Regions from separate parts of the Mus musculus genome. Here region 1 is linked to region 2. A link is a contact called in public Hi-C data. All regions are on one chromosome and are shown on one strand. Each heading gives the region's core, a stretch centred on a gene start, on an enhancer-like site or on the middle of the called end of the contact. The rest is flanking DNA. Distances are from core to core; before and after follow the strand shown. Region 1 holds the start of Mbnl1 (muscleblind like splicing factor 1). Region 2 holds the start of Rap2b (RAP2B, member of RAS oncogene family).

What was found. Hi-C and Micro-C count contacts between places; a contact is called where the count stands out from the background.
Region 1: a contact with region 2 is called in a Hi-C map of muscle stem cells, with 3 times the contacts expected there. The contact joins the promoter of Mbnl1 here to the promoter of Rap2b in region 2. A contact is called at or near these places in 7 of 484 Hi-C or Micro-C datasets (cerebellum, cerebral cortex, embryonic stem cells and 3 more) and 4 of 115 datasets of contacts at active chromatin or transcription factors (astrocytes, memory CD8 T cells, microglia and 1 more).

The regions. Positions count from the first base shown.
Region 1 is chr3:60,499,392-60,502,554 of GRCm38.p6, forward strand. Mbnl1 (muscleblind like splicing factor 1) reads left to right here and starts at 1,788. Exons shown (of 10, transcript NM_020007.4): 1 at 1,788-2,032.
Region 2 is chr3:61,362,710-61,366,161 of GRCm38.p6, forward strand. Rap2b (RAP2B, member of RAS oncogene family) reads left to right here and starts at 1,798. Exons shown (of 1, transcript NM_028712.4): 1 at 1,798-3,452. The coding sequence starts at 2,348. The coding sequence ends at 2,899.

The sequences.
Region 1 (3,163 bases), core at 538-3,037, 860 kb before region 2:
ACTAGTTCATAGTTTGCTGAATAACGTTGAAGTTCCTGGCTTCCTTCTCTGCCGACAAGTTAATCTCCTTTTAAAGAAAGGAAACAGATGACTGTATTGATTCTACAGGGCATTGAAACAGATAGGCTTCTTGCACGTGCTCTGCACTTTGCTCCACCGTCCCAGGGCCCACTTGTGCCACACTCCCTGTGCCTATGATTGTGTGCACGTGGAAGCCAGGGGTCCACATTAGGTGTCTTCTGAAATTTACCTTCCATCTTATTACTTACTTTTTTGAGTGTCTCTCATTGAGTCTGGAATTCAGAGTTAACTGGCTAATGGGCTGTGAATATCTCCCATTCTCTACCTGATCCCAGCACTGTGGTTACAGACACTTGCCTAGATGTTCGGAATTTGAACTCAGGTTCTCAGACCTGAGCTCCAGCTTCTTTACGCAGGAGTCATCTCCCTAGCCAGCTAGCCTATCCAGGCAACTCTCTTTTTATCTTAGCAACTTCTGCACATCCTTCAAGGCGCTGCTTGCATAAGTTCCTCCAGGGAGCCTTCCCTCCTTTTCTCAAGGGCATTTTGGATATTTGCCTACCATCTTAGCACCAGCTGGCTGGTGCTCTTTTCTACCATGCTGCTCCAAAAAGTACAATCCGTGTACTCCATCCTCCTGCACTTACCTCCATCCTACCTATACTTAACTACTTCTGCCATAGCTCACATTCCATCCAGTTGCTGGAATGAATGCTGAGAAAGTCCTCAGGCGCTGGTGGTTACTAATTGTCAGTTAGAAACTCCCTGTCTCTGTTCTCTGAGAAAATGCTACTGTCATTCTACTTTGTTTCCATTGTTGGGGACTTGGGAACTTTTAATAATTAACACTGAGAAGTGGTACTAGTTAATTAATTAATTATTTCAGGAAGGGATCAGTAAGCAGCAAGTCCGTGTTTCATGGACCAGCAGAGGATCAAGATCTGTTACTAGTACCTCTGCAAACTAGTGGAGTACTTTATTTATTTATTTATTTATTTACTCCGCCTAGGAGAGTGTGCCTGACCCACTCAACAGAAACAGGGAGGGAGAAATCCAGTTTGCATTCACTCACCTCAACTCATGTTCAAACCATGAAACAAACGTTTTTATAGTTAAAAATCATCCCTGACGAAGTTATCAGAATTCCTTGAAATTCACTGGAAATCCCGTCCGCAGATCTTCAAACTTTATCTCTTCTCAGAAGCCCAGAATTCTTTTCTTTCAAAGCCAAGTTACAGGACAGCAGCTAATGAACTAGGAGCTGGTGTTTCATTTGCTCAGGCGGGCAGTTGCCCAGGGCTTGTTTGCGTGGGAGTACCTCTGCAGCGCCTAAGATGTTATTTTATTTTAAAAGAGGGAGCCCTGCTTGCTTTCTGTACACCACACTGCAGAGTTGGAAGTAAGGGAGCCTTTAAACTGCAAGTTTTATTTGCCGATAGGACAGGAAGGTGGCCTGGGTTTGTGTTTGGGTGACGATCAGTTTTCTCGCAGAACTCCAAAACTGTGAGTGCTGAGAAAGATACCCACCAACACCCGTGCAAGCTTCTTTCCCGCCCTTCGCCTTCCAGGTTCCAGGCGATGCGCTGCTTCTGCTGCTGCAGGCCGGGCAGCTAACTCTAACCTTCCGTCTAACCTTGCGGGCCTCGCGGGCTGGGCGCGGAGCCCCGGGAGCTGGAGCGGCGGTGAGCGGCGCGGGCCCGGGCGAGCGAGCGGGCGGGCGGGCGGGGGCCGGGGCTGCGCGTGGGAGCTCTGCGCGTCCGCGCGCCTTCCTGGCGGGGCTGGCGCGGGGGAGGGGCCGCGCAGCGGCGGAAACCGGCGCGCGGCGATAAGAGGCTGCACGGCGACATGCCACAGTCTCTCGCCGCAGCCCGTCGAGTCGGGGCGCTCGCCATGCTCCCGTGACCCGGACCCGGCCAGTTCCCTTTCCCGTGGCGGGCATCCCGGAGTCGCGATCCCACAATGCCCCGGGCAGTCGGGGCCCCGGCGGGCAGCCTGCACGGCCACGTGAGAGGTGAGTGGCGGGGCGGCCGCGCATTGTTCTGCGCTGCGGGCGGCGCTGCGGCGGCCTCGGGTGGCGCTCGGGGGTCCCCGGGCCGCACCGCGATCGCGCGCTGCGGCTACCGGCCCTGTCCCGCGCCTCCCTGCGGGCCCCCGTGGGGCGCCGCGGGACAGGACTAGTGGCCGGTGAGCCGGGGCAGGTGCGTGGCCGAGTGCTGTGAACTCGGTGACCTCTGCCAGGGTCGACGGGGGGCGGCCACTGGTCGCGCGGGTCCCGGCCGCGCCCGCATCCCTCTGCCGGGGCTGCCACCCAGCACCGGCTTCATGTGGGCCAAGTATGTGCACGCAGAGGTTAATGCTCTGCTTGCCACCCATAAATTACGCATGACATGTTTAGTTGGGCTGCCTTATATGGAGAGTGCTGTATTTCAGTCCAGTGTGCTTTTTGCCAAGTTTACAGGGAGGAAGACGCCCTGCTTGAGAGGGCTGCCGCTTTTCCTCCCTTTCTGGTGGTTTTGTAGTGCGTCACTCAAAAACTGTAAGAAAAGTAAGTATAGAGCTTTCCGGGTGGAGCCACAGTAGGCTGGTAGAACAGCTTTCATGATAAGTAGTCAGTATATGGACTGGTTTTTTAAATAAAAACAAGAGAAATATGAAACCTTTCCTCACTCCTCCCCCCGCCCCCCCAAAAAAAAGACCGAGTCTGATGTTGTTAGTAATGTGCCATATGAGAATACTTTGATTTTAGAGGATGTAACGTGAGATTTAAAGAAATTACACACACACACACACACACACACACACACACATACACACACACACATGCATGTATGTATAAATGGAGCTGAAGCCTTCCTGGCTAGCCCACAGCATTTTACAGCTACATGGGTGTTGAGACAAGCCTATTACGCTGCTAAGATGGGTTTATGTGCGGTATGCATCCCCAGGATTAAAAACAAAGTTAGAAGCAGCCTGGAAGGTTATTGCCACTGTTTTAGGTTTCTGTGTCCACCAGCACAGGCACAGACCATAGCAAGTGATTAATAAAGTCTGCAACACTCTGAGCTATTTCACAAACAAATTAATTCAAGGAGAGGGAAGTCATAATTACGGCCTTTGGATACGCAGGTCTTCTGCAGCATGC
Region 2 (3,452 bases), core at 548-3,047:
ATTATTATTATAAGGGGTAATTGAGATAGTGCATGCAAAACACTTGGCAGGCATTAAACACTGGCAGAATGTTGGCAGGGTTCTAGCCGGCTATATTAAAGTTTTGCTTCAGAGATAATTCTCTGAAGAATTATATAAGCATAATTATATCGAAGCAGTCAGTAGTCGACCATGAAAACCCTTCCTCCACTAAAAGGCAGAGCCAAGGCAGAGAGAAAGCACTTCACCTTAGTAAGGCACAGGATTATACTGAGGTTCTGCCTGGCTCTGCTGGCAGGTACTTGCGGCTGTGGACACTCGGGGCCGCAGCCAAGAATCTGGAGCAGGTTCACTCCCAAATGGAGCCCTAAGTACCGCTGTGACTTGGAACCAAAAGCAACACTGCTCGGTTCTTCCTTCCGTGAGGACGTTTAAAGCAGAGGCTAGTGGCAGGGGGATAGCAAGCCTGGCTACTTAACCCTGGTTGACTCGACACAAAGCCGATCCCCACCCCTCTGTGCCCCCGGGCTCCCGCTGCCAGTGCAGTACACAGACAGGTCTCGACATCTCTCCTAGCAAGGATCTAGAGAGACTCGGGACAAGTCCAGGCGTCACCTCACATCGCCGTGCAACTGAGCGGAGCCAAGTCTTGAGACTGCCCTCCCCACCAAACAGAGCTTTGGGAAGAGGCAAGCCCGGGCAGCCCCACCTCCCCTGATGCCACGAACTTGCGGTGGCTCATTGCTCATCCCAGCCTTCTTCCTGCTAAGATCAAGTTAGGAACTTCAGGGTTTCTTAAAGACGGGGAGCAGCAATGAGCTCTAGTTGCTCTCTTTAAGGGACGGTCGTGACTGGGCTTAAAGAAGTCAGACTCCCTCCTGAACACCAACAAAGGACTATATTTAGTTTGGAGCACTCCACCTAAATTCCTTCTTTTCCCCTCTCAGCTTCAGATGCACAGGCCCGGGCAGTGGGTGGAAGGGGGCGGGGAGCAGTGGAGAAGGAACAGCTGGGCCTCCGCCTCTCCACTCAATCTCTATAAATAACCAATCCTGAGCGGAGGCGACTTTGCAGCCAATGAAGCTGTCTAAAGCGACAAAACCTCAGCAACAGCCAATGGAAAAACATTTGGGGGTGTGAGACTCACATCCTGGGGCCAATGAGTTGGGAGTCTGGGAGAGGTAATTTGAGCTGGCGTGTGGGTGTGCGGTGCGAAACCTTCCTACTTGCAAGCCCCAAACCTGCTCCTCCGACTGAGCATGCCCTGACTCGGTGCGGGAGCCACGGGGCTCGATCCACAAGCCATATTTTGGCTCTAACCAAAGGGGTGTTGGGGAGGGGGGAGACGTAGGATGACCCCGCAACTCTTGCCCTGAAGGCTGCAGCTCTCCACAGATTCCCAGCCCTAACTCCTTGTCCGGACAGGGACTCAGGTCGAGTTCTTCGTGGGAAACTGAGGAACACCGGGCCAAGTGGGAGCACGAACCTCTGCTACCTTCCGGGGCCTGAAAAATGCCCTGCAAGTGTACGATCCTGAGAGGCGCGCAGCAGCCTGAGTTCGGGGACAAGTGTCTATCCTTTAACAGCGCAAGCCGACGAAGAGGTCGCAGCCAGCTGCTGCCTGCTGTCCCCATAGGAGGCCGGCAGCCGCACAGCCCCGACCGAGGTGACTTCGGTTTGGCGAGCTTTCCACTTACAAGCACACACAAGCAAGACTGCCCAGTTCCAAGATTCGCGCCGCCCCGCCCTGCCCCGCCCAGCCCCTGTTTGCCACACCCTCTGTCACGCCCCCTCCCGATGCGGCGGAAAAGCTGGAGCGGAGTTCGGGCGGGGCACCGCGGGCGACGTACTGGGCATGCTCGGCTGGGCGGGGAGGGCTGGGCTGCGCGCGGCGAGTAGGAAGCCCTCGCCCAGCGGAGGCTGCGGGAGACAGAGGAGAGAGAGTGATGGGTCGCGGAGCTGGACGCACGTTCCGCGGGGACTCATGCCACGCGTGTCTCAGCCGGACGCCCAATTAGCAGCCGCCTCTGCAACCAGCCGCCACCTCCTCCCGGCCCTCCCAGGCTGCCGGGGCGAAGAGCTCCAGCCGTTGTCTTGCTCCGGCTGCGCGCATTGTCCTCAGGGTCCTCCGACAGGGCTGCTGCGGGGCCCGGGACCCGCGCCCTAGGGACGCGCCCCCGCTGCCGGTCGGCCTGGCGCGGGGCTCTGCTAGTCTGTTGGCGAGCCCGTGCTACCGGGCTAGTCTCGCCGGGGTTTTTCCTGCGAAGTTGAGGAAGGGGAGAAGTCCACCCGTCCGCCCAGCCCAGCCTTCCCCGGCGCGCAGCCCCGACGGGGCCGCGGCAGGCGCGACGAGGGCGCCGACGGAGCCATGAGAGAGTACAAAGTGGTGGTACTGGGCTCGGGCGGCGTGGGCAAGTCCGCGCTCACCGTGCAGTTCGTAACAGGTTCCTTCATCGAGAAGTACGACCCGACCATCGAGGACTTTTACCGCAAGGAGATCGAGGTGGACTCGTCGCCGTCGGTGCTGGAGATCTTGGACACCGCGGGCACGGAGCAGTTCGCCTCAATGCGGGACCTGTACATCAAGAATGGCCAGGGCTTCATTCTCGTCTACAGCCTGGTCAACCAGCAGAGCTTCCAGGACATCAAGCCCATGCGGGACCAGATCATCCGCGTGAAGCGGTACGAGCGCGTACCCATGATCCTGGTAGGCAACAAGGTGGACTTGGAGGGTGAACGTGAGGTCTCCTATGGCGAGGGTAAGGCCCTGGCCGAGGAGTGGAGCTGCCCCTTCATGGAGACATCGGCCAAAAACAAAGCCTCAGTGGATGAGCTATTCGCAGAGATCGTGAGGCAGATGAACTACGCGGCACAGCCCAACGGCGACGAGGGCTGCTGCTCGGCCTGCGTGATCCTGTGAGGCGCCGTCTGCCGCCGGGCGCTGGCCACGCTCTGTGCACAAAGCCAAACGCACCCGATTCTCTTAATGTGATTGTCTTCTTGCTTTGAGATTGGAGACGACTTTGTTGTCTTGGCTGGGATGTCCGAGGAACCTGGCTGACTTGTGTAGCCAGCATCCCCAGCCTTCAGCCAGGGTCTGAGAGGGTGTACGTTGCAGAGCATCTGAGACCCCGGTGGAAAAATGGCTCTATACAGCGTGTACGTTCCTCGTTGATTTTGGTTCATGCATATTTCCCCGTTTAAATAGCCATTAAGGCTCTGTATTGGCTGCTTGACACCGGCAAGCAAAAGTTTCAAACCTGAAAAAAAAAAAATGGGGGTGGCGAAGCAGAGGAAGTGAAGGGGAAGGAGGCAGTGGGGGAGGGTTCCCCTGAGCAACTGTTCATAGTTCCAAGTTTTAACACAAGGAAAGAGGTCCAAGAAAATCATATGAAGGAGCCAGAAGAGGGGACGAAACTTTTTTTCCTTGTTTTCCAGGATTATTTAGAAATTAAGACCAGGGGTTCCTTTTC